Linked DNA regions of Sus scrofa: regions 1, 2, 3 and 5 are each linked to region 4. Evidence: chromatin contacts called from public Hi-C and targeted proximity ligation data. All regions are on one chromosome and are shown on one strand. The core of a region is the stretch at or near the end of the contact, and the rest is flanking DNA. Distances in the headings are between cores, read along the strand shown.

What was found. Hi-C and Micro-C count contacts between places; a contact is called where the count stands out from the background.
Region 1: a targeted proximity ligation map of alveolar macrophages shows a contact between it and region 4. A contact is called at or near these places in 2 of 5 promoter capture datasets (fetal liver and fetal skeletal muscle), 1 of 47 Hi-C or Micro-C datasets (epiblast stem cells) and 2 of 2 datasets of targeted methods (alveolar macrophages and skeletal muscle).
Region 2: a Hi-C map of retroperitoneal adipose tissue shows a contact between it and region 4, with 2.2 times the contacts expected there. A contact is called at or near these places in 3 of 5 promoter capture datasets (fetal liver, fetal skeletal muscle and liver), 24 of 47 Hi-C or Micro-C datasets (adipose tissue, alveolar macrophages, blood and 14 more) and 2 of 2 datasets of targeted methods (alveolar macrophages and skeletal muscle).
Region 3: a targeted proximity ligation map of alveolar macrophages shows a contact between it and region 4. A contact is called at or near these places in 2 of 5 promoter capture datasets (fetal liver and liver), 4 of 47 Hi-C or Micro-C datasets (liver, psoas muscle, skeletal muscle and 1 more) and 2 of 2 datasets of targeted methods (alveolar macrophages and skeletal muscle).
Region 5: a contact with region 4 is called in a targeted proximity ligation map of alveolar macrophages. A contact is called at or near these places in 3 of 5 promoter capture datasets (fetal liver and liver), 11 of 47 Hi-C or Micro-C datasets (alveolar macrophages, embryonic fibroblasts, fetal heart ventricle and 5 more) and 2 of 2 datasets of targeted methods (alveolar macrophages and skeletal muscle).

Annotation. Positions count from the first base shown.
Region 1 is chr5:60,068,906-60,074,542 of Sscrofa11.1, forward strand. BORCS5 (a long non-coding RNA gene) reads right to left here and starts at 4,071. Exons shown (of 4, transcript XR_002344101.1): 1 at 3,609-4,071; 2 at 933-1,076.
Region 2 is chr5:60,040,121-60,045,821 of Sscrofa11.1, forward strand. The region is part of intron 2 of BORCS5 (a long non-coding RNA gene); the gene reads right to left. Among named protein-coding and RNA genes, the nearest start is that of BORCS5, 30 kb to the right of the region's middle.
Region 3 is chr5:59,715,706-59,721,239 of Sscrofa11.1, forward strand. All of the region lies in intron 1 of LOC110260737 (a long non-coding RNA gene), which reads right to left. Among named protein-coding and RNA genes, the nearest start is that of CDKN1B, 17 kb to the right of the region's middle.
Region 4 is chr5:59,866,788-59,872,560 of Sscrofa11.1, forward strand. It overlaps DUSP16 (dual specificity protein phosphatase 16), which reads left to right and starts at 3,115. Exons shown (of 7, transcript XM_021092338.1): 1 at 3,115-3,780.
Region 5 is chr5:59,732,727-59,738,187 of Sscrofa11.1, forward strand. It overlaps CDKN1B (cyclin dependent kinase inhibitor 1B), which reads right to left and starts at 3,105. Exons shown (of 3, transcript NM_214316.1): 1 at 2,589-3,105; 2 at 1,913-2,042. The coding sequence starts at 3,063. The coding sequence ends at 1,921.

The DNA.
Region 1 (5,637 bases), core at 2,821-5,320, 200 kb after region 4:
CTCTCCTCTCAAACACAAATTCCCCCTCCTACAAAACAATTGCCAGGATTAATTACAAGTGTACGTGGTCATGGAGATTGTCTTTAGAGAGCTGAACTAGTCAACCCATAGTCCAGATCACAAACAGGAATGAAAATCTTTTTTGTGGAAATATGACAGGTAAGCCAACTTCAACATCATTCATTCATGCATTTACTCGGTCCCTACATTATAGCAGGGCTCTACTGCAATGCTAAGGATTCAACAGTACACAAAACACAGACAGTTCCTGCCATTAGGGAGCTCACATTCTAGCAGAGAAGTACAGACAATAAACAAATAAACTATGTAGTAGGTCAATGGTGATTATGAGCTCCAGAAAAACAGGGCAGAGAAAGGGGCTGCAATTCTAAATAGAGGAGTGAAGAAACACCTCATCAAGAAGACAGCATTTAAGGAAAGACTTAAAGGAGATGAGTAAGGCACAGGGATATCAGGATAGAGTAGTGGGGCTATGCACACCTTTCCAGCAAGTCCAGATAAAATAAAATGCAAACCCTTGAATAATTTCTATCCTCTTAAATTTGTTGAGGCTTGCTTTGTGTCCTAGTGTGTGGTCTATCCTAGAGAATGGTCCATGTGCACTTGAAAAGAATGTGTATTCTGGGGTTTTTTGGATGTAGTGTCCTGTAGATATCAATTAAGTCTATTCTATTGTCATTTGGGATCTCTGCTGCTGTAATGATTTTCTGTCTGGAAGACCTGTCCTATGATATCAGTAGGGTACTACTACATTAAATGTCTTATAATAACCTGTAATGGAAAAGAATCTGAAAAAGTATATATATATATACACACACACACATATAACCAAATCACTCTGCTGTACACCTGAAACATATTGCAAATCAACTATATTTCAATAATTTTTTTTAAAAAACGCAAGTTCTTACCTTTCAAAAGTGGCTGGAAGGTTGGAATCTCTTGCAACTTGATGACATCAGGATCATTGCTGACATTCCGTGAGGCCTGGGAGCCCTGAGCTACAACCACAATATCATCCATCTTGGCTCTATGCTTAGCTGGAGAAGGGGCCACTGAAAACAAAGTTACACTGCTCAGAAGTTGCCTGTTAGTTAGCTTCCTCTCCCTCACCAAAGCTGTCTTCACTGTAGTCATTAAAAAGACTATTTTTTTTTTATACATACACAAAAATGTTAACTGTAGTTATCCTGCAGTGAAGGCTGGGATATGGGAGATGAGTTATGGAGGACCTCTATTTTCTGAGATTGAAAAACCCTCAAACTTCACAGGAACACACGCCAACTATGAAATTGTTTTTATAACTGCAAGTATTTTATTATTCAATACACAAAAGAAAAAGCAGATTATTTTTAATTTTTGCTTTCCGCCTCCTGATGTTTGCCTCTATTTCACCAATGAGGAAACAGAGGTACAAAATTTAGCTGTGACTTGCTCAAGATCAACAGTGCTAGAAACAGAATTAAGAAAGGAACTGGAAGTTTATGAGTTGTTGGTATACATGGCCCATCCCTGTGGCACTTTGCAAAGCTGTGTAGCCATCACATCACAGCAAGCAAGCCCAGTATGTTGGATAGACAGTAATCACGGTTGGGGAGGGGGGGTTCTCAACCTTAGGTGATGGTACCACCCTCTTCACCCTTAAAGTCACAGGACAGAAATAACCAGTAGGTCCATTGCAGGCTGAGGCAAAATTCAGAATTTGGAGGACTGCTAGAGATGCAGGTAAATTTCAGGTCTCCAAGGAGAACGTAATCCATTTAGAGGGAGTGATGCAAACGATCAAGGGCTCCCTAGACCAAGAAATCCTCTTCTCCCAAATATCTTCCTGGTTGGGGCAAGAATAATCTTTATTGTTTTATACTCTAAAAGGTAGTATTTACAGGCTCACCATCATCATGTCTCAAAAGTTTATCCAGAGGAGTTTCTGTTGTGGCTCAGCAATAATGAACTCAACTGGTATCTATTAGGATGTAGGTTGGATCTCTAGCCTCGCTCAGTGGGTTAAGTATTCTGCGTTCCTGTAGCTGTGGTGCAGGCCAGCAGCTGCAGCTCTGATTCAGCCCCTAGCCTGGGAACTTCCATATGCCGAACATGCAGCCATAGAACTGCCCTGCCTCCTGGAGCCGAAAGTCTGTGTCTTGGCATTCACTGCATCTCAGCTACTTTCACTGCTCTTCAAGAAATCTCTCTTACCCTCTTTTGCTAATTCACCTAATGTTTTACAAATCCCAGGCCAGAAATCTTTCCTGCTACAAAGTAATTGCTCCTTCCCTAGACCCCATACAAAAACAGATTTTGCTAGATTCTAGTTAGCCTCTACTACTCATCTGAAAATGGGGCTACTGCAAGGATTAAAGAGGAACACATGTGAAGCACTAAGCACAGGGGAACAGGCAAGTTGCAACCTATGCTATTGGGTAATACCAATTAGTGCAATCTAGTACTATTTAGAGCTCAGGCTGTTGGTTAGTAGGTGAGCAATCCTATTAAAAAGATGCCACACTTCTTCCCAAAGAATGTTTCTGGCCTGACACAGAGGCAAGAAAGTAAGAGGTAACATCTATTTCTGTGTTTGTTATAACAGATACTACATTCTGGGTCTTCCAAAAAAAAAAAAAAATAGCAAAGCTAGTACATGCTGCACACCATAAAAAACTGTCTAATCTAGCTCCCGGAATGGTCTGAACTAGAAGGGCAGCTTTCAGTGTGGAATCCCCTGATCTGTTAGCGTCTATATTTCTGAAGTACAGATCCTACCAAGAACAGAGCAGTTCTATGACCAGAGCTCTTTTTAGGCTCCAGATATAAGCCAATTTGGATTAACAACTCTTATCCAGGGCAACTCCAGTGGTCCCAGGGTTTGGCAGGTAACAAAGAGGAGCAAATGATTCTCAGTTAGCAAAGCATCACCTGTTTTATTTACTGACTGCTCATTGTATTACAGGAACAGTAAGCTCCCGTTCCTATATCAAACTCGGAGAGAAATCTAAAAAATATGGATGAGTGAAGAATAAGAAAAACATCAGAACCTGCCTTCCCAAACAACTTCTATATTAAAAAAGGAGCCGAGAAATCTTCCGATTGGTTGCAGTTCCTGGGCACCAAAACCAAGGCACCAAAACCAAGGCTGCAAAACACCTGTCACACATCCCTCTGAAAAGGAATCTCTGGGACCCACTTCTAAGAAGGAATCTGTTCTTTGAGGTCTTGTCTGTGAACCATACACTGTGCGACCAAACCTCACTGTCAGGCATCAATACTAAAGCCAGATATTATTTAGGTCCTCTTTCAAAGCGTAGGCTACACTGAGAGAAACACAGCTGTTTTGAAAATTAATGGGCACGGGCGGCCACCTGGCTCAGCTTGCAATCACAGGCACTCACTACCATTGGGAGAATCAAAGCCAGGCCAGATGGTTACTTTTTTTTTTTTTTTTTTTTTTTTTTTTTTTTTTAAGGAAAAAAACACGGTGAGAGCTTTCTGTGCGTTCCTGTCACCCGTCCCAGTCCCCACCAGGCTGGGAGGTAGCCCGCTCCGCAAGCAGGCAGGACTGGCTGGAGGAGAGGGGAAGTTAGGACACCGACCTGAGGAGTTCAGATCGTTGGGTCGGCTCTCGGCCTCGGAGCTCTGCTCACTGCCCATGGTTGCCGGCAGCGGTGGCAGCGGAGGAACGGTGGAACGGGCGGTGACCGCTCCGGCGGCGGGGCGACAGGGCAGGGGCCAGGGACCTAGATGAGAAAGCTACACGGGCTGCGGTGTGGGGATGGCGCGCCCAACCCAACGAGTGGCGCGGGCGGCAGGGGACAGGAGGCCCTACTTGGGGAACTGACTGCAAGGATACGTGGCTGGGCTACACGCCCCTCGCCGCCTTCTTTGGGGAAACCCAAGACCAAAAGGCAGGGGAACGCCCGGCACCAGCCGCGCCCGCGGCCGGCGGGCGGCGCCGCTTTCACTCACTCGCTTGCTCAGACGCCGCAGCTCGCTCCTTCCGGGACGCCAATTGGCCGCGCCGGCTGCGGCGGCCGTCAGTTCCGGGTTAGAGGGCCCCCGCCCCGGCCCGAGGGAGGGCGGGGAGACTCGCGCGGAAGACTCCCGCGGCGCAGCCTTAAAGGGCCCAACCTCCTCAAAGACAGAACCGCCCCGCAGGGTGCAGCGTTTCCTGTTGTAATATTGCACATCACCTTTAAGCATTATTCACACACTAGGCACTTTACTCCTATTTTTAGAACTTTACATAATAGGTTTGGGGGGAGTTTGTTTTTGTGTGTGTATTTTGGGCATTTATTGTTTTCCGTTTTAACTGAGATATAAGTGACATATAGCATTATATTAGTTTCAGGTGTACAATGTAATGGCTCCGTATTCGTATGTGTTGTGAAATCTTAAATCTTGTTTTACAAATGGCAAAATAGAGGTGTTAGACTTAGGGTTGGAACCCATAGCTGTCTGAATGCAAAGTTCCTGTTTCAGTTCCAAAAGGTGGAAGTTTGGCAGTAGACAACCGTGCAAAAAAAAAAAAAAATACTTGATGGTAAAGGACGGAGTTGAAAATGAGAGCAAAATGAATAGAAAATGCTGACTCGTTTGTTAGATGTTTATGCATCTTCAAAGGAAAGTGGATGCCCCAAGTCTCGTCACTTTCTGGGGAGCTTGACAATTATCACAGGGCATTCTGAAACTAGCAAAGGCGGAAAAGAAGTATGGGTAACGCAAAACAGAAACTGCCAACTTTCTCGCATCGTGTACGAAGACTTAACAATGTATTCCCATCAAGGAGTTGAGCGGTTCTGGGATTCTCAGAACTTTGCAACTCATATTGTTTGTTTTACGAAATTTCAAGCGAATACCCTGAGATTATATATACATAAACGTCTTATGCATATCATCAGAAAGAGTGTCAAATTGATGAAATGATTAAATCCCTTCTATTCTGCAGTATCACAAACATTTCACCTGCTTTAACTCATTTAATTTTCCCAATAACCCTGATGACCATAAGCAGGTAATTTCCTCATGGTCACTAGGTAGTATGTGGTGAAACTAGGATTTGGGATTCTCTGGTTATAAATCTCATGCTCTTTCCTCTGCTCCCCATCACAGTACTGTCCTCCCTGGGTATCCTCTGGGGGATTGGTTCCAGGACCCCCTGCCTCTGGAGGATACCAAAATCCATGGATATTCAAGTTCCTTACAGCTGGCCCCTCTAAATCTGCAAGGAAGAAATCTTGGGTATGGAGGGCCCACTGTACCATGAGAAAAATTCAAGTGAACATAAATTCAGTATTTGGTGAGAATGTGAAGATAGAACTAAAAACTGCCTGAGAGATCAAAAGAGTTTCCTAAGAGGTGATGTTTGACTATAGTCTTGAAGTTTACATAAACCACCAGACTTATGGAACTGGGAAAGGCCCGCTAAGTAATGTGTCCATTCCCTCTTGCAAAGCCCTTGGTTCTTCTCTCAGATATTTGGGGAGGATGAGCGAGAAGGCAAAGAAGGGAAAGTAAGTCATAGTCTGACTCTTGTTCCCTCTCCCACACCAATATTTAATTGTGTTCTATACCCTAATCCATACTGATGTGATGGTGATTTTTATGCTTCCCTTTGGATAAATG
Region 2 (5,701 bases), core at 3,056-5,555, 170 kb after region 4:
GCTTGGGAACTTCCATATGCGGTGAGTGGGGCCCTAAAAAGAAGGAAAAAACACCTCTGCTTCAAGACATCTTTACATGACAAGGTTTCCAAACAATGACCTTCTGGTCATTTTATTCAGGACATACCCTAGTTTATAAATATCTTCTTAAATATGACACCCAGGTATAGAAGGACCAGTGCCACATACTCTACCTTCCATCCACATTTTGAACTTACTAATGACTAAAAACCCCCCACTGAATTGCTGTTGAGCCAGTTTTCCCACACTTCGTCCCTATGTAACTGATGTTTTTCATCTAAATGTAGGACTTGACATTTATTGCTTTTAAATGTCATCCCGTGGCTTCAGCCCATCCTTTAAATCTGTTGAGATCATTCTGAACTCTGGATCTATCATCCGTCATCTTAGATATTCCTTCTAACATTTTATCATGTGCAAATTTGATTAATATGCTGCTACCTCTTTATGTAAGGTCAATTAACAAATGTCTAATGAGTTATAAAGCATACCCAGAGTCCTTTGGTAGGGGTTAACTGATATGATGTTGAGTAAGATAGAGGTCAGGTAAGAATCCTGTAGTATCTCACTTGTGATCTTCTTTTTTTTTTTTTTAATTAATTATTTATTTATTTTTTTTTTGTCTTTTTGTCTTTTTTTGTTGTTGTTGTTGCTATTTCTTGGGCCACTCCCGCGGCATATGGAGGTTCCCAGGCTAGGGGTCGAATCGGAGCTGGAGCCACCGGCCTACGCCAGAGCCACAGCAACGCGGGATCCGAGCCGCGTCTGCAACCTACACCACAGCTCACGGCAACGCCGGATCATTAACCCACTGAGCAAGGCAGGGACGAACCCGCAACCTCATGGTTCTAGTCGGGTTCGTTAACCACTGCGCCACGACGGGAACTCCACTTGTGATCTTCTTATGCACTTACCTTGAAAATTTTTAGTTTGCAAAAGACAAAGCTGATGAAGGCTGTCTGTATTTTTAAAGGGAGCAAGTCCTTTAGGTACAAAGAGTTGGGATCAATGGACACAAGGTTACAGTGATGACATTTTGGAATGATCTTCCTTCATCCCTTCCCTTTAATGAAAATATTTTTTTCTATGTCTAAACTTCTGGAACCTCTTCTATCCTCCACAATTCATTCAAGACGGGGTTTGAGTAATTTCATCTACAAGTTCTTTCATTTCCGGGACTGGAGAGGGGGCAAAAGGGGTGGAGGGATAGACTAGGAGAGGGTAGGGTGATGAGACAAGCACCAGAAAACAATGCATTTTGATCAGCTAATTGTACTTACAGTGTCTTCCATCTGGGATTTTAGCTACTCCTTTGTCTTATCATTTCCAATTTATTATCCTTCTTCTTGACAGAAAATATGGAAGCAAAAGAGGTGCTAAATAGTTCTGCTTTGTCATAAACAGGACATCAACCAACACAAGAAACTGACTACATCTATTTATTGCTGCTTTTCTCTGAACATCACTTTCTGTATTTCTAGTTATCTTTCATGTCCCTCACCCCAGAAGAAGCCTCTGTTTATCCCAGCTTTTAGACATTTGACCCTATTCTTCCAAGTCATATCACCCCTTTATACCTGTCTTCGCTTCTTTCTACATTTAGGACACATGCTTTAAAAATAAGAGCATTTGGAGGGGAGTTCCCATGGTGGCTCAGGGGAAACAAATCTGACTAGTATCCATGAGGATGCAGGTTCAATCCCTGGCCTCGCTAAGTGGGTTAAGGATCCGGCATTGCTGTGAGCTGTGGTTTTGGTCGCAGGCAAGGCTTGGGATCTGGCGTTGCTGTGGCTGGGGTGTAGGCAGCTGAAGCTCCGTTTCAACCCCTAGCCTGAGATCCTCCATAAACCACAGGTGCAGCCCTAAAAAAAAAAAAAAAAAAAAAAAAAAAAAAAAAGACACACACATACACACAAAAATTAGAGCATTTTAGGAATATTCTGTGCCCAGCCACAGTGATCATTCAAATATCTTACTTTTTTCTTTCTCATCATCATGATTTGTATAAAGATGCATTATAACAACTTAGAGAAGGTAAAAAAGATGGGGTTGAATATTTGAGACAAACTTACATTCTAGTGGGATGATCGATAAGCAAGTTCTACAAAAGCAAGTAATTTATATTTTACCAAAGGCTCACCTACTAGAACAGCACCTAGAGTTCATAGTAGTCACTTCAATGTTTGTTGAACAAATGAACAATCACAATCTTAAAGAATGGTAATGTTTGAGCAGGCTGTGATGGAGAAGACAGCTTTCAGACAGAACAGCATGAGCAAAGGCGTGGAACAGTGAAAAAGGGAAGCAGTTCTATTCGGCCTAGAATTCAAGACACAGGCACAAAGTGGCTGATGGGATAGAAAGACTTCTTGAGATCTTCACGTCAAGTTGAGGAGCTCAGACCTGAACCTGGCAAGCAGTATGGAGCAACCCAAGACTCTGAGCAGAAATCACATGACATGAGCTAGGCTTCCAAAAAGACTCTGGCAGAGGTATGCATGATTAACTAGAATTTTTAAATGTTCATTTAAAATGTATTTGTCTGTATATGGGACTAGGGAGAAAAAAAAACCTGACTAGGGACAGTTAGTATCGTCCTACAGACTTTCTATTTGAACTCACATTTGTCTCAGCAACCTGTGCTCTGTCCCCATGTTGGAACAAGCAAGAGTCAGTGAGAGTTACCAAAGCCAAAGGAGGGATAAAACAAAGCCAAAATAAAGAGGCACTAGAACTGTTATCTTCTTGCCAGAATTGACTGCAAGTTGGAGGAGTGTTGGCTTCAACTTGCTAAAAGAATGGCTTAGTTGTCTAACCAAAGGGAGTTATGCTCATTTATCTGCGAACATTTATTTCATTTCCATCTCACACTTTTAATGTGTGGGGCTGCCTTGATATTGTGTTTCCATCTCTTCCAGTATATTGGCAGGAAATGGAAAGAACAGCAGAAAGATAAAGCCCATCTGGCCATAATGTTAATGTTAGCTTTCCTCTGGTCCCCTGACCAGACTTCCAAATGACTCTTACCTTTTCTTATATGTGCCCCTTATGAGTCTGGTTTCCTTCCCATAATTACTCATGCCTTGTCCTACTTTTCCTTATTGCATTACTATGGAACATTGCCTGTTACAGTGGTTTTACTAATATGCTTATCTACTACTGCTCAGTAACCACATCCAAAGAAAACAGTGGATGTCATGATGACATTTATTTTATCTTTAGTTACAGATATATTTATTTTGCTTTTGAATATTAACTATCCCTGGCTAGCAGTTCCTCTTTGCTCATTTCTTGCACTCTAAATTAGCAGTATCCAGGACACTACTAGTTTATTTAGGTTTAGGGCAGGTTTTTTGATTTTCGTTTTTGGTTTGCTTTTTTTTAGGGCCAAATCCACGGCATATGGAAGTTCCTAGGCTAGGGGTCAAATCGGAGCTGTAGCTGATGGCCTACACCATAGCCACAGCAACGCTAGATCCCCGAGCTGCGTCTGCAACCTACAACTCAGCTCACGGCAGCACGGATTCTTAATCCACTGAGGGAGGCCAGGGATCGAACCCGCATCCTCATGAATACTTGTCGGGTTTGCTACCGCTAAGCCACGATGGAACTCTCTAGGGCAGGTTTTAAAAAAAGTTTTTCCTCTCCCCTCAATGTTGCAATTTTCTCTCTGATGACTGCCACTCTGTTTGGAAGTGTGGTCCACAATGTCATCTAAAGCCTTAGGAAAAAACCAACTCGACATTTTATATAAGTACTGTAGCAATAAAAACACGTACACAGAGTTATACATAGGATACCATAATAAATATTGCATCCATGACATCTGATAAAACATGATACTAATAAAAAGATACCAAAATAAGTCTTAATACCTATTATAGTACTGAACTTCACCTTTTGCTAATTATATATAAGGTGGCAATCTCCTTACCCCCCAAAACACAAAACAGAAATTAGAAAGTAAAAAATATTCTTAACAGATGGCAAGAGTTCTGTGTCTGCTGACTCTAATAGGGCCTGAGCTCTTCTCTCGCTCTCTGATCTCAGTCCTGTCCTGTTAAGCGTTTTTCAGTGACGTGAATGAGGTCACTCAAAGTATGTTAATCATGGGGGTCCAAAAATAGCCTGAAGAAGTTAGAAACACTGGCTACAGCTGACATGAACTCTAAAGATGTGCAATGAAGGTCCAAAAAGCTATCTGCAGAAATACAAAATAAGGGAGGTGTGGCTTAACATCAGCGTAAGTAAAGAGGACTTTAGGATTTTTGATGATGCAATATGACTCAACTGCATGTGGCTGCCCAGACAGCTACCTCAAACTTGGGCTGTCTTAAAAGAAATACAGCATGCAGAGCAAGACAGAAGATCCAGTCCACACCTGGAATACTCTTCAGTACTAGGGGTCATGCTCTAAAAAGGGTCAAAACAGAGTATGTTTAGGTTTCAGGTCAGAGGGCTGGGTGAGACAAAATCATGTTATACGGGAACTGAAACTGTCTAAAGAAGAGTCTGTTCCACAATTTTTAAAGGTGCGGATATGACTTTTACGATCAGATTAAAAGACATTTCCATTTTGGATTAAAAAATACGTAAATAAGGCCCAGTGTTAAAGAGGATATTACGAAACTAACACATTCAGACACTGCTAGTTTTACTATGAACTGGTTTATTAAATCTTTCGGAAAACAATCCTGCCATGTGCTGTGACAGCTGTTAAACTGTTGTTACAGTGGCTTTATAGTCAAACTATGGTAGATTTGTAAGATGGAATAGTGATCAGCAACAAAAAGGAACCATATACTGATATAACCATAGGGATGAATCTCAAACGCATTACGCTAAGTGAAAGAAGCCAGACGCAAAAGGCTATAACTTAAATGATTCCATTTAAACAACATTCTGGAAAAGGCAAAACTTCAGGGATGGATCACAATAGTCAGAAGCTGAGGTGAAGGGTGAAACTGACTACAGAGTGACATAGGAGGAGCTGGGGGAAATGACAAAACTATTTTATTTCATGATGTTAGACTGGTTTCACAACTGTACAGATACATCGACACTCAGAGAACTATACTTTAAAATGGGTATATCTTACTGAATTTAAATTATTTTTTTTTAATAAGGGGAAAAAAGAGAAAATCTTGAAGGCAGCCAGAAAAAAAGAAATACATTACACACAGAGGAACAAAGAAATAAAGTTAACAATGAAGACTTTTTCTGATCAACAAAAACAAAGAATTCATTTCCGAAAGATCCATACCACAAGAAATGCAAAAGGAAGTTCTTCAGGCAAAAGGAACATGATATCAAACAGAATCCTGGATCAATATAAAGAAATGAAGATCTCCAGAAATGGTTGAAATGAAGGCAACTATGAAATACCTTTTTTCATATTTTTAATAGCTCTAAATAATGATTGTCTAAAGCAGGGGGTCAATAAAGTATGGCACAAGGGCCAAATCGCACCCACTTCCTGTTTTTGTAAGTAAAGTTATATTGGAACACAGTAACACCCATTCTTTTATGTATTGTCTATGGCTGCTTATGACAGAGTTGAGTAGTTGAGACAAAGACCAGATGGCCTAAAATACTTACTATCAGGCCCTTTACAGAAAAAATTTACCGCCCCCTGGTCTAAAACAAAAATAGCAATGTATTGTGGGTTTATAGCTTATGT
Region 3 (5,534 bases), core at 11-2,510, 150 kb before region 4:
TTCAAATAAGTACAAGGCAATGTCTAACAAATGGAAACTTAAGGCATCCATGAAAAATACTCAACACTATCAAGCAGCATAGAAATGCCAAGGTCAGGAGGCATTTTAGAGAAGAATAAAAGCCTACAAATGTCTTTTGGTAAATCTGTGAGTCAAGTGATTTGTTAGTGCCCTAATAAGGCATAAACAGAAGAAATAAGGTGAGTAGAAGAAAGTTTACCCAGGACTGGTCAAGAGAAGCTGCCTCGTGGCCATGCTGATGGGCCTGGGTTCTCTGTGTGCAGCAGAGAGGAGTGGGGGCCTTAGAAAAGCAGGTGAAATGTTGTTCCCATTGTGGTTCTGTGGGTTAAGGACGGGACAGAGTCTCCATGAGGATGCAAGTTCGATCCCTGGCCTCACTTAGTGGGTTAAAGATCCAGCATTGCCACATGCTGCAGTGTGGGTCACAGGCTCTGATCTCGCATTGCTGTGGCTGTAGCATAGGCCAGCAGCTGCAACTCCCTTTTGACCCCTAGTCTGGGAATTTCCATATGCTGAGGGTGCAGCCAAAAAAGACCAAAAAAAAAAAAAAAATTGTAGAGAGGAAAAGCAAGAAACAGAATTAGCATGTCCCAGGTGTCACCCAGAGCCTGACACTTATTGTTGACAAACAAAAAGTCTCACAGATACATTCCCCTTTCTCCTCCCATGTAACCACCGCTTCGGTTCTGCAGCCTCAGGTCTCCCATTCACCAAATCGTCTATTCCCACGGTGCCTGTTCCAGAATCCATCACTAGATGCTAATGGGATTCACAGCTCTTCTTGAGTACCTAACCCAAGCCTGGGGCCCAGGCTTCACCAGCCAGGTGAAGATACGCTAGAGATAAGGGTTTTGTTCCCTCCTTCTCACTTTCCATCAGGAGCTCTTTCTTTTGAGCAAAGATTTGCTGTATTTTATTTTGCTGGCAGAGAGGAGGAAGGGAGGTGGAGGGCAAAAGATAGAAAGGAAACAAAGGAGCTAAGATGCAGTAGGTATTTGGGGGCTGGTTTTGGCTGGAGCTGATTCTTAGAGCTATTGTGTTTGAGAAATATGAAAGACTACCACCAAAGACTGAAACAGAAACACCTGTGATTGGGGCTGGGCATTACAGGTCCCCTAGACCAGTTCCAAAAGAATCTGAGTTGTTAGCTGAAATGATGAACAAACTGTGAACGATCCGTTTGCCCACACCAGTAAAAACTTAAGGGAAGCACATCAACTCTTAATCGCTATACAGGTTTAGCCAGCAGAGGGCGCCCTCTTACTAATCTTCAATTAAAAAATCCTCGCGGGTTGTCCGTTTTTACTACCTCTCTTTTGAAGTCTCTTTCCAAAACCAAATATGTAAATAATGAATCCTTTAGCCAGAGTATTTGCGAACATTGAATCCAGCTGTTCAGTTTTTTGAAGAAAATGTTTCCATATTCACTCCTGAGTTGTTCTTAGCTTAGAAACTTCACACCACCTGAACTCGCCAAGGGCAAAATATGGACTGGGCCTTAAAAAACACAAGCAACCAGTTCCTTCTGACAATGAAGACAATACTAGCTGACCCCAGGGTAGCTGGGGAGAGAGGGAATTGGTCCTCGGAGTTAGCATAGGACTTGCCTGGGTGCTCCTTCCAAACCTGAAATCAATCAGTTATGATCAGCATCTGCTCTCACAGTCCAAAGACCTCACATCCCTTTCACTTACTAAGGGCTAAGTTTTAAAACTTCCTTTTTCTTTTTTTTTCACACGGCCGCACCTGTGGCATATGGATGTTTCCAGGCGAGGGGTCCAATCAGAGCTGGAGCTGCTGGCCTCCACCACAGCCCCAGCAATGCTGGATCTGAGTGACATCTGCAATGCTGAAGCTTGTGACGACACCAGATCCTTAACCCACTGAGCAAGGCCAGGGATAGAACCAGCATCATCATGGAGACTGTCTCAGGTTCTTAACCTGCTGAGCCACAATGGGAACTCCCTTAAAACATGTTTTATATTGTGTATGTTGAGCAGCATGGCAAAGAAATTCAAAGGTGTGAGTCTGGACTTTCTTTCCCACACCTTATCTGAAGGATCCCAGTGTAAGACTAGGGATTTTGACAAGTCAGAATGGCCATCATTCATAAATCCACAAATAACAAGTGCTGGAGGGGCTGTGGAGAAAAGGGAACCCTCCTGCACTGTTGGTGGGAATGTAAACTGGTACAGCCACTATGGAGAACAGTTTGGAGATACCTTAGAAATCTATACATAGACCTTCCATATGACCCTGCAATCCCACTCTTGGGCATCTATCCGGACAAAGCTCTACTTAAAAGAGACACATGCACCCGCATGTTCATTGCAGCACTATTCACAATAGCCAGGACATGGAAACAATCCAAATGTCCATCGACAGAGGATTGGATTCGGAAGATGTGGTATATATACACGATGGAATACTACTCAGCCATAAAAAAGGATGACATCATGCCATTTGCAGCAACATGGATGGAACTAGAGAATCTCATACTGAGTGAAATGAGCCAGAAAGACAAAGACAAATACCATATGATATCACTTATAACTGGAATCTAATATCCAGCACAAATGAACATCTCCTCAGAAAAGAAAATCATGGACTTGGAGAAGAGACTTGTGGCTGCCTGATGGGAGGGGGAGGGAGTGGAAGGGATCGGGAGCTTGGGCTTATCAGTCACAACCTAGAATAGATTTACAAGGAGATCCCACTGAATAGCATTGAGAACTATGTCTAGATACTCATGTTGCAACAGAAGAAATGGTGGGGGAAAAACTGTAATTGTAATGTATACATGTAAGGATAACCTGACCCCCTTGCTGTACAGTGGGAAAATAAAATTAAAAAAAAAAAAAAAAAAAAAAAAGACTAGGGGTTTTGACTAGAATTAGACAAAAGGAGAAAATGAGAGTTTCGTTGAAGCTTAGTTGAAGTTACTCCCTCCATTAAGCCAGAGTTTTCCCATCGCTCTTGGTGTAAAGTTCAAAATTCCTAATGTGGTTTTCAAAGCCCATCACCATCTGGACTTGCCCGTGGCCCCAGCCGGAGCCCTCAGCCCTGCTGCTCCATTTGCTGCATCCCAGCCACAAACACCTTCTTTCACTTCCTCAAAGGCCTTCCCAGAGGTGGGACCTTGGGCATCTCTGTCTGGATCATTCTTCTTCCCCTCTGTCGTTCAGCTGGCCCCCACCTACAGGAGAGACTTTGTCCAAAACTTACAGAGCAGTCACTGCAACATGGGGCTGGGGCTGCGGATGCTGCAAAAGGCACCACCTGAAGGGATGGACTTAATTTATGCTGTACAGCAAAGTGACCCAGGCATATATATATATATATATATATATATATATATATATATATATTCTTTTTTTCCCATACTATCTTCCATCATGTTATAACCAAAGAGATGGAATTTTTTTTTTTTGGTCTTTTTGTCTTTTTTCCTTTTCCAGGGCCACACCTGCAACATATGGAGGTTCCCAGGGTGCTGGGGGTCGAATCGGAGCTGTAGCCACCAGCCTATGCCAGAGCCACAGCAACTCAGGATCCAAGCCACGTCTGCGACCCACACCACAGCTCACGGCAACGCTGGATCCTTAACCCACTGAGCAAGGCCAGGGATCGAACCCGCAACCCCATGGCTCCTAGTTGGATTCGTCAACCACTGAGCCATGACAGGAACTCTGAGTGATTCTAATTTAAAACTGTGGATTCAAGTGTTTAGACTTCAGTGCCTGCCGGATCCCTCAGCTGGACAACTTTGTGTGGGGGCTCAAACTGTAGGAGCACAATGCAGAAGCTCCGAGGTCCCCACCTACCACGTATGGCTCAGAACACTCATTAGCAATCACAGCTGTGATTCCTTGTCCATTTCCTCCAAGAGCACGTTGCTTTATGAGGAGCGCTCCTGTCTGTCATGCTGAAGACCCAGCCTGGCCGATAGAAGAGGCTCCATGAGTATTCAGGCAAGAGTGAAGCAGCATTTGGCACCAGGGAACAACCTTTAAGTTACACCTTCGATGGCTTTTTCTAGTGAGAGAGTAAATATTCATTGATCAGCCTACACTCTTGCCTCACCTACCATTTTCCCTGGACTCCTGTGAACACATGGTTTGTGGCCAAACATCAGCAATCTAGCTTCCCTGGAAAATAACCTGATATCCACGGGGATGGAATGCGTGATCTTGACTAGGAAACAGGAATCGCAGACTTAGAAGCCAAAGGGAACCAATAAATCATCTTGTTTAACTTCCCCACTTTACAGGAAATCACGGATTTCAATTTTCTCATCCGTCAAATGAAGACTGGAGGTAGTGATTTCCTCTTCTGGGTATTCTGAGATTTTCTAAGTTTTGCCCCACGTCACTCGCAAGGGAGAGTGACAGCTCAAGACTGGTCTATTAAATTGAACTTTAAAACAATCTCCCCAGAACTAGGTCTTAAGTAACTCAGCTAAGGCAGGGAGTTGATCTGCTGAATTCCAGCAGAATCCCTGGGTGTGCCAAATGCCAAAGATCAAAGAATGTGAGGTTCGAGATAATATTACCAACAGGATTCCATGCAGCAAAAAGATGGAAAAGGCTCAATTTTCCATGGTTTGTTAAGATATCCCTGAGTTAATGGGGATGATAGTTACACCTCGGTTATGCATCCTAGAAGCAAAACCATATACCCAAACACACACACTCCTAACTCACATGGCTTTAATGATATCTGAAACTAAACAGAGAAAATGGAGAGGAAATGAATTCTAGAAATGCCTCGTTCTCTGCTAATGTCTAAAAAGAGACTGTATGAGACACAAAGAGAAAATTGTATCTTCAAGAATATAAGGATGAGTATTGAAATTTGAAGTATCTTCATGGTTTTTCCTGGTTGAAACCTACTGTAAGAAAAATGCAACAGTAATAACGAGTAATAAAATGCATGAAGTGAAGGTCTCGTCACAGTCCCACTCTCAGAAATCAGAGAGGTAACCTTCCAGGCTGCGTCTATGCATATAACATGAATTTTTAAATTTTTTTACAAAAATGGGATCACACTATAAATATTACTCTGGGCTAGGCTTAGTATCATGGATTTTTTTCCTACTCATACATATAAAGCTACCTGGGGGGGAGTTTAATGGTTTCAGTCTGTGTCATTCTTGTATATACTATAGTTGGTTCAATCAAATAATCTATCTTGTAATCCTATGCCTAAGGTGGTGGAGTTTGTTGTTTATTTTTTGGCTTTGTTTTAAAGTATAACATATAACTTAACAACAGTCCTTCTGGTAAATATATATTTAATCATATATGTGACTATTTCCCTAAAGTAAATGTGTAGAACTGCTAAATCAAAGACTAATCCTAGTATATAAAATACCATAGGTATGTGTGTACAGGTGTATTAGAAGGGATTTAATATTGTCCCCACATGGTTAGCTATAACCTAACATGATGCATTCCATAATACTCTCTTTCTACTTGAATTTATTATATAATAAATTCAACTTGAAGCTTTTT
Region 4 (5,773 bases), core at 1,865-4,364:
AGGGCCTCCCTTTTGCTCTGGGAACACATGGACTCTCTATTATGTCCTCTGTTTCTGTTGAACAGTCTCGGAGTGACCTGCTGCCTCTGCCAAGACCCGGCCCTGATTGCCACCCTTCAGGTCTCAGTTCCAATGCCCCGCCCTCCTCCGATGAATGCCTCCCCCAGTTACCCTCACTCATTTGCTGTCACAACACCCACTTTTTCTCCTGTAGAGTTGATCTTGTCACAGCCCTGGCTGTTGTTTTGAATCTTCTCTCCCCACTAGAACATTAGTTCCATGATAACTATATTCCCAGAACGAGGGATGGATTGAAACCTGAAGAGGGTCTAAGCATTAAGATTATGGTGCTCCATCCACCTTCATCTTTAATTCTAGCTAGAAAACTTGGTGCTCCTCCCTCACATTTAACTCTGAAAGCAATACTACACTGTACCCTTACAGGTACTGAAACAAAAATAGCTTCTTTTTAGATTATCTGATTGTAAGACCTTAGAGCCCCTGCTTTGCTGGTGTCCTAAGTATGTGAGCTCTTTGTCCACCTTTGGGGAATCTAGCACTTACTCCATCCTTTAGACATACTGGAAGCAGTTTTAGGTTAAGGATGCCTATGCCTACCAAAAAAAACTTGCTGTGGTTTTGATAGGCATTGTCTTAATCTGTTAATCCATTTGAGAAAAACTGACCTATTTACTCTATTGGGTCTTCCAATCCATGGATATAGAAAATCACTCCCATTATTTAGGTTTTATTTATTTCATCAGCATTTTATAATTTTCAGCAAGCAGATCCTGGACATAGTTTGTTAGATTTATATATACCTAAATATTTCATATTCTTCGAGCAATTGTACCAGTAGTGTTTCAACTTTGTTCCTACCTGTGTGTTGTTGGCAGATGTAGAAGCTCTTTCAGTAGAACACGGAGAAAGTTCCTTTTGAGTGAAGTAAATGTGTTCAATGCTTACTTGCTGGACTAGTAACAAGCTATTTATCCTAACATCCATGTACTTCTGTAACATGCCTCTAAATCTCAAATTTAGCCTTGTTCTTTATTGCGACACCCCAACCTCCACTACTATTAGAAGGGTCTACTCGTCCCTCATCTGAACATCCCTTGTCCATTCCATCTCGATGTCTCTGCTTCTGCCATTTCCCTTCTAGAAGAGTCTCTTCACTGACCCCTCTTCCCCCAAATTAAAGCTTAACTATCCTCCACGGATGAGGTCAAAGCCCTTTAGGAGATGCCTTCCTTGACAACCCCAGCCTACCTGGCTCCTTTGCTCCACAGAACTCTTAACCAATATTGCATGCCACTCAATTATTAACTTCATTTGTAATTAGTTTTAATCAATGTCTTGTTTCCCTAATTAGATGATATACACTGGGGAGGCTTCCATAATAGCTATCATAGCACCACATACATGGAAGACACTCCAATTTCATTGTATAAATGAAGAAAGGAGAGAGAGGCTTCAAGATGTGCCAGGGTAAGGCGGCTGGAGCTGTAGCATGTAAAGAGAACTCGAATTCTTGTGGAGTCTTTTATGCTGGCAAGATCCCTGCTAGGACAAGGATTTTTTCTCTTCCTTCCTTCCCCCAAATCCCAACTCCTCCAGCTGAGCAGATTGGAGATGCAGATCCTCCTCAACTACCCTTTAGAATCTGTTCTAAACAGCAGGACTGTGGTCAGTCGATTATCAGAGCTTTCCTGGAAGAGCACAAGCAGTAACAGCCCGTGGCCACCAGAGGACAGGGCGCAGGGAGCGATTGCTTCCCCTCCATAGAAGTCTTAAAAGAGGTCAAATCTATGGCCTTCAGGCTTCAGTGACTGCCTGATGTGCTCAGCGCATTCCCATCTCCAGGTGGACTCCTTTTTCTCCTCTAAAACATGGGCTGGAAGCTCCTAGAGGCTTACCCTAATACTAACCTGAAATGATTATAATAGCAAATGCACTTTAGCTGCACGATTTAAAGGCAGAAAGGGAGTATGGAGATGTTTCAGCTTTCTCACTCCAAACCTGCTTTTCAGTTCTTTTGCCAATTAAACAAGCAAACAAAAAGCCCCTGGAAGTGTCCAAACAGACATTTCCGAACAAAGATGACTTTCGGGACCAAGGTCCCAAATTGAGTACATTGCAAATGGAACACTTGAGGAGATACACTATTCCTGCCTACAAATTCTGGCTCCTGGAGCAGTTCACTCGCAGTGTGCTTTTCCGTCATTAATCACATCTTTGTTATGTGATATCCACGTGAGTACTTCTCAGTTGAAGCAGCTTCATGCTCAAATGCTCAAAGAACACTAGAATAAAGATCTGATTGTCCTAGTCAGTGATTCCAAGTCCTGGATTGTCACCACCTCAGGTCTCTAGTTTCCCCAAGTGTGTAATGTAGTTTCAAAACAAAGCTATTTTAATTAGTCCAAATTTAAAAATGCACGAAGTGTGTGAAGTTAAATCAATGGGGTCTTGCACCTCTCAAGAGGCAGTGAACCTCTGTTTTGATTTCAAGATGATTCTGTGCTGCCCGATATAGAACATACCTCTAAAGAGCATTTTAGGCTGCTCATTCCCATTACATTTGTAAATAGGAAATGTTGAGTAAATTTAATCAAAGTAAAATAATGAATATTAGGAGCATTCAGGTGGGGGCTTTCAATGACAGACACAGAGAGGCAGCTGAGTGCCTGACCACCTGAATGTGATTTTTCTTAAAGTACCTGTTACTTCTCTTTCCTAAGAGACGGCGGTGCCCTGCATTTTGGGTTTTTAAAGAGCGATTGTAATTCTCTCAAATCATTGTTTGCGTTTCTTCACGCTGGGGAGGCAGCTGGAAACAGCCCAACCAGGAGGAAAAGGTTCTGCTCCTCGCTGGCGTGGGGGTGGGGGATGCGACCCTGAAATACCTGTTGGGGCGCGGCGCTAAGGCGCGCGGCCGAGACCAGGCAGGGAGGTCGGGGTTCGGGGCCCCCGGGGGCGGCGGGCACGCGGGCGCGGAAGGAGGAGGCCGCGGGTCCGCCTCCCCCAGCCGCCCGGCTCCTCCCAGCGGCGCCCGCGGAACCTGCCCCGGAGCCGCCGGGCCCCGGAACGGAACGTGACCCGTCCCCTCCCCGAGCGGCCGCGACCAGGCGCCGAGCCCCGCTCCGGACTTGGGCGGGCGGCGCGCGGCCCCGCCCGGCGCCCACCGCCCTGCCCTCGCCTGTCTCCTCCTTTCCCCGGGGCTCCGCTGAGTTCATTCACTGGGATTGGTTTCAAGTGACGCCATCTCTTTATTTTTAAACCAATGACCTCATCCGCGCTTGAAGTTTCCTGACCAGCGACTCTTTCTCTTTTCCCCCACCCCCACCCCACCCCCCCCGCCTTTCCCCCTCTTTCTGGGTGTCCCTGTTTGGGGGGCTCTGATCAGTTTTCAAACGACTATCATCACCTCTCCCTGCCCCCGCCGCCCCCCCACCTCCCCAGGTTCCTCACCCCTTTCAGCAGTGTTTTTTCAAGGCTGATCGGGGGTGGGGGGGAGAGAAAGAGTGAAGAAAAGTTGCAAACTTCTCCTCGCTTCCTAAGCCTCCCGCCCCCACCCGCCCCTCCGAGCAGGAGAAGATAATATAGTGAAAAGAAGAGGAGGAGGAGAGCGCGACGGGACGGACGCGAGCAGGAGCGCAGCCGCCCTCCCGGCTCCGCCGCGGCGCCTCGCAGGTCCGGGAGGCGAGGGGGCCCCGCGGGGAGACGCCGTGACAACTTTCATTTCCCCCCGAGAGAGCCGGGAGGTCGGTAGCTCCCCAAGTAAGTGGCCGCGCGGACGGCGGGGTGGGAGGGCGCGGGGCCGGGCGCCCGCCGCGCCGGCAGCATGGACGCTCCTTCGCGCGCCCCGGCTGCTCTGCCCTCCCGGCGGCCGGGCCCGGGTCGGCGGGCGGGCGGGCGGGGTGGGGGCGACCGCGGCCCGGAGCGGCGCGCGCGTGGGAAGCTGGGGGGGGGGACGAGGGGGGCCGCGCGGGGAGGGGGCGGGGGACGGCGCGGGGACTGGGGCCGAGCGGCCGGGTCCCGCCGCCAGGAGCCGCCGGCGGTCGCGGTCCCTTCGCGGGCGAAGCCGCTCGCTTCCAGGCGCGACTGTTACACAACACGCCTGCCAAGTGGGGCCCCGGCCTGACGGTTCCCATTATCCCCAACTCGCCCTGGGTGTAAGCAGCGGGGCCACCTGGGTGGTGACGGGGCCGCTTTCTTCCACCAACTCGCTTTTCATGCGCTGCCCCCGCCCTCCTACACAGGCAGGGTGTTGGGGGCTCGGTGTGCCAGTGACTTCTTTATTTACACTAACCCTAAAACGTGAGAAAGGAAAAAGCCCGGGGAGACAACCGAGGGTCTGTGTATCGAGTGTACTTTTCATGTAATGAAACACCGGGGAGGAAAATATTTGTGCAAGACTGAAGATTTCAGGTGCTGCCGGGCTTATTTCCTTTAAAACTTCAACAATAACAACCTGGGAATTAACTTGAGAAAATATAAGGAGATCTTAAAATGAATGGATATGGCAAAATCCTGAAGAAGTTTCTCAACCGTCCGCTGCAAAGATCCTAAATAAAATCCCCAGTGCCTCGAATCGTTTGGAGAAAGCACACCTCCATCCAGCCTGTGATGAATAAAGTGGAGAGGAAAAACCTGTTACATAATCTCATTTGCCCGGGGGTTTGCAGTGCCGTCCCCTTGCATCAAGGGGAAGTGAGTTAAGATGCAGGGTGTTTTAAACTCTCTGAAGTTTTTATTTACCCAGTGTTCTGGCTGCCACTTCTGCTTTAAAAGATTATAAGTAAATACTCTGCTCTTACAAGGGAACCAAACCTATCAAACCTGTTTAGAAAATGACCAGGTATGTTTCTTTGCTTTCTTTCCGGGCTGTTTGTGTGTGTGAAATTTACCATCCATGAGAGACCTTATGACTAGTATTTGGGGAACTTAGACTGTCAGATCTTTAAGCCACTCATCTTTAAGTGCACGTTAAGTGACAACTGCTTCCTCAGAGGATTTATGCTATTCCGAACCACATCAAGAGCAAAGATTTTTGAAGTTAAGGTAAATTTTTAAAAGGAGCGAATTCTTACCAATGGAATCAGTCACTTGTGAATTATTTACTTTTCCTTGAGAATCCTGTATTTTGGTGGACAGACAGCTTGGGAGGCTGTAGTTAATTGAGACTTGTGGAATTCTGGTTTTGGTGAAGGTAGCAACCTGGAAAAGGTAAATTGAAAAACTAAGAGCTTGGGAGTTAGGTATTTTAGTCAAAACGTGACTAGGCACTGTGAAAGTTTTTTTTGTTTTTGTTTTTGTTTTTTTTGTATAAGTAAAGTTCTGGAATTTAAGTGAGTTTGATAACTGTGTGAAATCTTGTTGTTAAAAAAACATTGGGGGCAGTTAACATGTTCATGTAAAAAAATCAGCCCCAAAGTTGGTTTTAGGTAAAATGTACTTATCAAAGTTCTATATGGGGGAAAAAGGTAAAAATGAGTTTATTCTGAATTCTGCTGGTATGGTGAATAACATGAAAAAAAAAAAAAGTAGATTGAAGCACTGTAAACCTGCATTCAGATGTAAAAATAATTGAATACCTGTAAACTAGTCATGTAAAATTGAGGATTTGGGATCTCTTTGGCCAAAAGCTTAATGGGAGTAACTGAAAAGGGGGCAAAAGAGAAGATCCTGTTAACCCAGTTCTTTTCCTTTTTCTTAAACATTAGAAACTCTTTTGTGGAAGTGAGGCTGAGATCAAGTCTGAGATGAGTGC
Region 5 (5,461 bases), core at 1,855-4,354, 130 kb before region 4:
TTTGTCTAGAGCAGTGCTTCTCAACAGTAGATAATTTTGTCCCCCAGGGGACATCTGGCAATGTTTGGAGACATTTTTGCTTGTCATACTGGGTGTGGAGGGGGTGCTACTGGCATCTACTGGGAGAGGCTAGGGATGCTCCCAAAACATTCTACAACGCACAGGACACCCTCCCACAACAAAGAATTATTCGGCTCAAAATGGCAACAGTGCAGAGGTTGAGAAACCCTGGTCTAGAGAATCGGGGTCAAAAATAGTGAGAAAGAACAGACACAGGAAAATTAAGGAACTGTTAACACTTAAGAGTAGCAAAATTTTCTAAATTTGAAAAATAACTGGAAATAGAAAAGCTCACCAAAGAAAATTCTATTCACCCCCCCCAAAAAAAAAACTAGTTTCTCAGTCGTATGAAGAGTATACACACATGAATGCTTGAGAAGAGGTCCTTACTACTATTTCCTGTATTCGCTGAACTGGCAATATTTACTAACAAATGCCTCTCTGTATGTCAGAATGCGGCCAGATCAAAATCCAGTAGGTCTGATTTGCTGTGGCTCATCTGATGAGCTAGGCCACGAGTCACCAACCAACAAGAGCCACAGGTGTTAAGGTTGACTCAGAAATTTTTTTCACTTCATATACAGCTATAACGTAGGGTTCGATAGTGCCGTGTTGTATAAGCTCTGAAAGATATCAGACGTATGTAATAAAGTCCTACCTGTGACACTGATGTAAAAACACAACAAACTTGAACCCTACCTTCATCCCTGTTCTTTATTTTAAAATTTTTATAAATGAGGATTTTGAAAGTTAATGTCAACATCTCTTAGGATCTCTTTAAATGCTAAGCTATGAGGGTGTTTGTGGAGGGGAAAAAAAAGAGGTCACGGTCATTGTCTGTAAGGAGTGTACAAACTATTAACTAATATATGTAGTTTGATCATTATGGAAACCAATCCATGTAAAGCTGGGGGGCTGAATTATGCAAATTAGTTTTTTACATTGATCAGATTTTAGTAGGTGGAAAAATGTCCACTTGCCTTGTTCGGGGTAGCCCTAACCAGTGGCAGCCCTGGTATCTACTATCCATTTCCCCTACAAATATCCAAATTATCCTGTTATAGCACGATTAGCATACACATGCTGACGTGTTCCTGGATTGCTTACTCTGGCAGAGTTACTTAACTTCTGCTTTGTAACTTCAGTGTTATCAGAAATTCCATAGGAACCTTAGCGTTTTTGAGCCTTCCATTTTGGTTTTTTTTAAATACACAGGTTCCTTCTCCATCCCCCACACTGATCAGAAAACAGGGCAAGTGACACTTTGTGAAAACGATAGATAAAAGAAAGCCACACTCCTCTCTATTCACATTTCTAACCATGTGATTAACCAGATATGAGCCATTTGTACCTAACTTTTCCCTCAAAGTTTTAACTGGATCATTTATTTGCCATTTTTTTCCATGTATGGCTCAAAATCTGTTAGAGTCAGCTTGGTCCTCTGGGAGATGAATTCTCCTGAAGTGGGATGGAGGCAGACCCCCGCTCTTGTTCAGATGGAAAAAGAACCTATTGTTCCCAACACCGTTTTGATGGGACTCTCAGGGAACTGACCTTCCTACCCACAGGGCCTTGGTTGCAAGTATTTGCCTGGGACACTTGCTCTAATCATTGGGAGCTTCAAAGGAAAATGATCTCAGGACAGAGAAACTGGGAAGAATTATAGTACCCCCACCCTGATGCCCAGTCTTTCCCATTCCTCCTTTTTTTGGACCTCATAAAATACAAACAAAACCCCACAAGCTCTAATCTGCCAGACACCACTAAGATCGGGTATCTTGGTGTTTGAAAACCCATGAGTTCCTTCAGCCCAAATCGGGTGTCACTTATTTGCTTCCAGTGATCAACCCACCGAGCAGTTTACGTTTGACGCCTTCTGAGGCCGGGCTTCTTGGGCGTCTGCTCCACTGAAGCCGAGTTCGGGGAACCGTCTGAAACATTTTCTTCTGTTCTGTTGGCTCTTTTGTTTTGAGGAGAGGAATCTAAAGGCAGGAGGGAATTTTAAAAAGAACACACACAAATAATCTTTATTAGAAAAAACAATGGCTGACACAAGTTGGCTCGATACTGAGGGGACAAAAAACCCACCACCTCCACCCACCATCCTGGATCCGTCATTCCCAGTGGCCTTTAAGGGCACAAAATGAGGTTGTTTTCACATAACAGAAAGTGTATTCTACGCCCCAAATCTCTCTCTCTCCAAAGCGAAGAGGGAGGTGGTTGATAAACATCCCAACGTTGTCACATACCTACAGCTGGCTAGCGGGGAGGAGCCGCGATGTTTTCAGTTAGAGAAATTATCAGATAGCACAGTCTCATGCTTCAGACTTAAAAGTCATAAACAGACCAGCAGCTAGCCAAATAGCATTTAAAACCTAAGATGAGGAAGGTGTGTTCCCCAAGAGCTAAGTCAGAATGCGCTGAAAAGAAAGCGGAGGTTTAAGATCCTCAAGCAGGGAAAACAGCACGGCAGACAAACAGAGAGAGGCAGACAAACAGACGTTTCATGCATTCGAAAGGGTCATTACCGTCTGTGGCAGGTCGCTTCCTTATCCCAGTGCACTGCTCCGCTAACCCCGTCTGGCTGTCCGGTGCATCAGTCTTTTGGTCTACCAAATGTGTGTCCTCTGAGTTGGCCTGAGACCCAATTAAAGGCACCGCCTGGCGGGTCCCGCTGACACCCTGGCCCTCCTGCGCCGGCACCTTGCAGGCGCCTTTGGGTGGCCGCGGGGGTCTGTAGTAGAACTCGGGCAAGCTGCCCTTTTCCACCTCCTGCCACTCGTATTTGCCCTCCAGGGGCTTGTGATTCTGAAAATCAAAATTCCACTTGCGCTGGCTGGCCTCTTCCATGTCTCTGCAGTGCTTCTCCAAGTCCCGGGTTAACTCTTCGTGATTGACCGGGCCGAAGAGGTTTCGGCAGGCCGAGGGCTTGGGGTACTCCGCCTGTCTGGCGTCCATCCGCTCCAGGCTCGGGCTCCCGTTAGACACTCTCACGTTTGACATCTTCCTCCCGGGGCTCGGCGACCGCCTCTCTCGCGCTCTCGCAAAACAAAACCGAACAAAACAAAACGCCTCGACCCAGCCCGAGCCCCTCTTATAAGCCCTGCGGCTGCCCTCCGAGCCAAGAGAAACAAACACCGACGAGTAAGCGCCCGAGCGTCAGGAGCGCGCTGGGGCTGGGGGAGGGGGCGAGGGGCAGCCCGGGCCAGGCAGCCCCGAGTCTCCGCCGATCAAGTGTACGGGCGAGCTGGAGGGCGGGGAGGGGAGGGGAGAGGAGCGCAGCGGAGAGAGGAGGGGGCAGAGCCAGTCCGAGTCCCCGCCGCTGCGAGCCCGCGGGTCCCGCCGACCGAGCGGCTCTCCAAACCTTGCCGGCGTCGGAGTCGCGGAGCGGCGAGAAAGTGGGGACAGGGGAGGGGGAGAAAAACACCCCGAAAAGACGAGCCCCCTTTTTTTAGTTGCCCAATATGGCGGTGGAAGGGAGGCTGACGAAGAAGAAGATGATTGACACCGCAAGTCTATTTAAACAGAGGAGGAGATCATTGGTCGCGGCGCCGGGAGCCGCCCAGCCGAGACTGGCGAGCTGGGCCTTAAGGTGGCCCCTGAGCCGCCGCTGCGCCTCCCCGCCTCCCGAGCGCGCCGCCGCCGAGCGCGCGGCCGGGAGCTCGACTGGTCGCGTGACTGCTGGAGGTGCCGGGCTGCCAGCAAACCTGCTCTGGCTGGCCTCGGAGAAATTAAAAATAAGACAAACTCGCCAAAAGGCCGGGGAGCCGGGGAGGGGCCTGGCCGGAGAGGTGGCGGGTTCTGGTCCCTGCGCTGCGCTCCGCTCCGGAGCCCCGACCTCCCTCTCCTCGCCGAGGGCGATCTTATTTTCCCCTCGCTCGCCGAGCGGGTAGGGGCGGGCAGCTGGGCTCGCCGCTGGGCGCTCGGCCCCCAGCTGGGCTCTCTCCCGGGGGGGCCCCCACCGCTCGCTCAGCGGGGGAGGCGGGGAGCCCCTGAGCCTGGGTGCCTTAGCTGGGGGTGAGCAGTGGTTAGCTCACCCTTAACCTAGAAGTCTGTGCTGTTCTAGGGGAGGCAGGGGGCTTAGGGGGGAAGCCCAGGAGGACGTCTTTCTATAAGTAGACTGGAATAGATGCTGCATTTGTAATGTATTCTGAACCCAAGCTCTCCCTCAATAAAAACAAGAAAAGGGCTTCGAGATCAAAAACTCTATTGGTCTCCCAAGTCCCTAATAAACTTAGTAGCTGTCTCAGATACATTTCGTTTAAAAAAGCGAGGATACACCCCTGGCCCAGGTTCTTGCTTCCCAAGCACTGTTAAGGCCACTGACTTGGTCTGCGTGTGGGAACTCGTCTCCTCTTTTATATTTTTCAGTTCTTTCCCGGCTTGTAGCAGTTTCCTCTACCTGAGTCCCGCCGCCAAATACAACAGCCCCTTCCTTCCTTCACCTTTCTCTCCCACCAGATTCACTTCTCCAGCCCACCCAGAACATTCAGATAGATACAAGTGAACGCTTTGAGAGAGCTGCAAGTCGCTGAAGGGTGAAAGTAATCGCAAAGTCCAGATTGTGAAGTGATTTATACAACCACCACAACCATGTTCTCAGATCTGATATTATTATTTGGGCGTTTCTCTGCTCCCCTTGGCAACTTGAAGTCTACCTATCCATATGATTTTGAGCAAGATGATGGGAGTTAAAACAGGATGAACAGGGCTATCATATCTGAAACAGAGCCCAAAGAGTCTTTAACTGCCTTCCCCCACTCCCATATATGATCTTGGTCTGGGTCAAAGTTATTATACACGTTACTGGAAACTAATCTTCAGTTCTAATAGTACACAACAGTTTTCTTAGGTGTCTTCAGTAGTCCACAGCCGTTTTCTTAGGAGTCTATGATACAGATGAGTTTGACTTGTAACTTGTTTTCTTAACCACATATTGTTTGTCCACTTTGTCTGCCTGCCTCACGTGTGCACTCCAGAATGTAAGAGCTGGAGGGGGTGGGGGAGAGAGCCTTCAGAACCCTGTGGCTCAATCCTTTCTTTTTACCACTGAGGAAATTGAGACTCGGGTTTCTTGTCTGGGGACACATAGCCAGTTGGTAGCAGAGCCAGGACTAGAGTAGAGGCAGCACCCTCACCCTAAAGCTGGTTCATTTTCTGTTCCTTTCCCTCCTGATGGCCTCAACTGGTTGTTTTTGTTTGTTTGTTTTCCTGGGTCTGCCTGTGCTATAGTCTACAGGCCCTCCTCTCTTACAAGTGATTCAGAATGGCTCCTTCTCATACCCTGGCTTGTCTGCAGATGTTTCCTTGATGTAGCCTCTGGTCCCTGGCCTGATACCACTATCTTTGGCCTTTGGTGTGACCTTGCACTAATTTGGCTAAAACGCAGATTCCCAAAAGG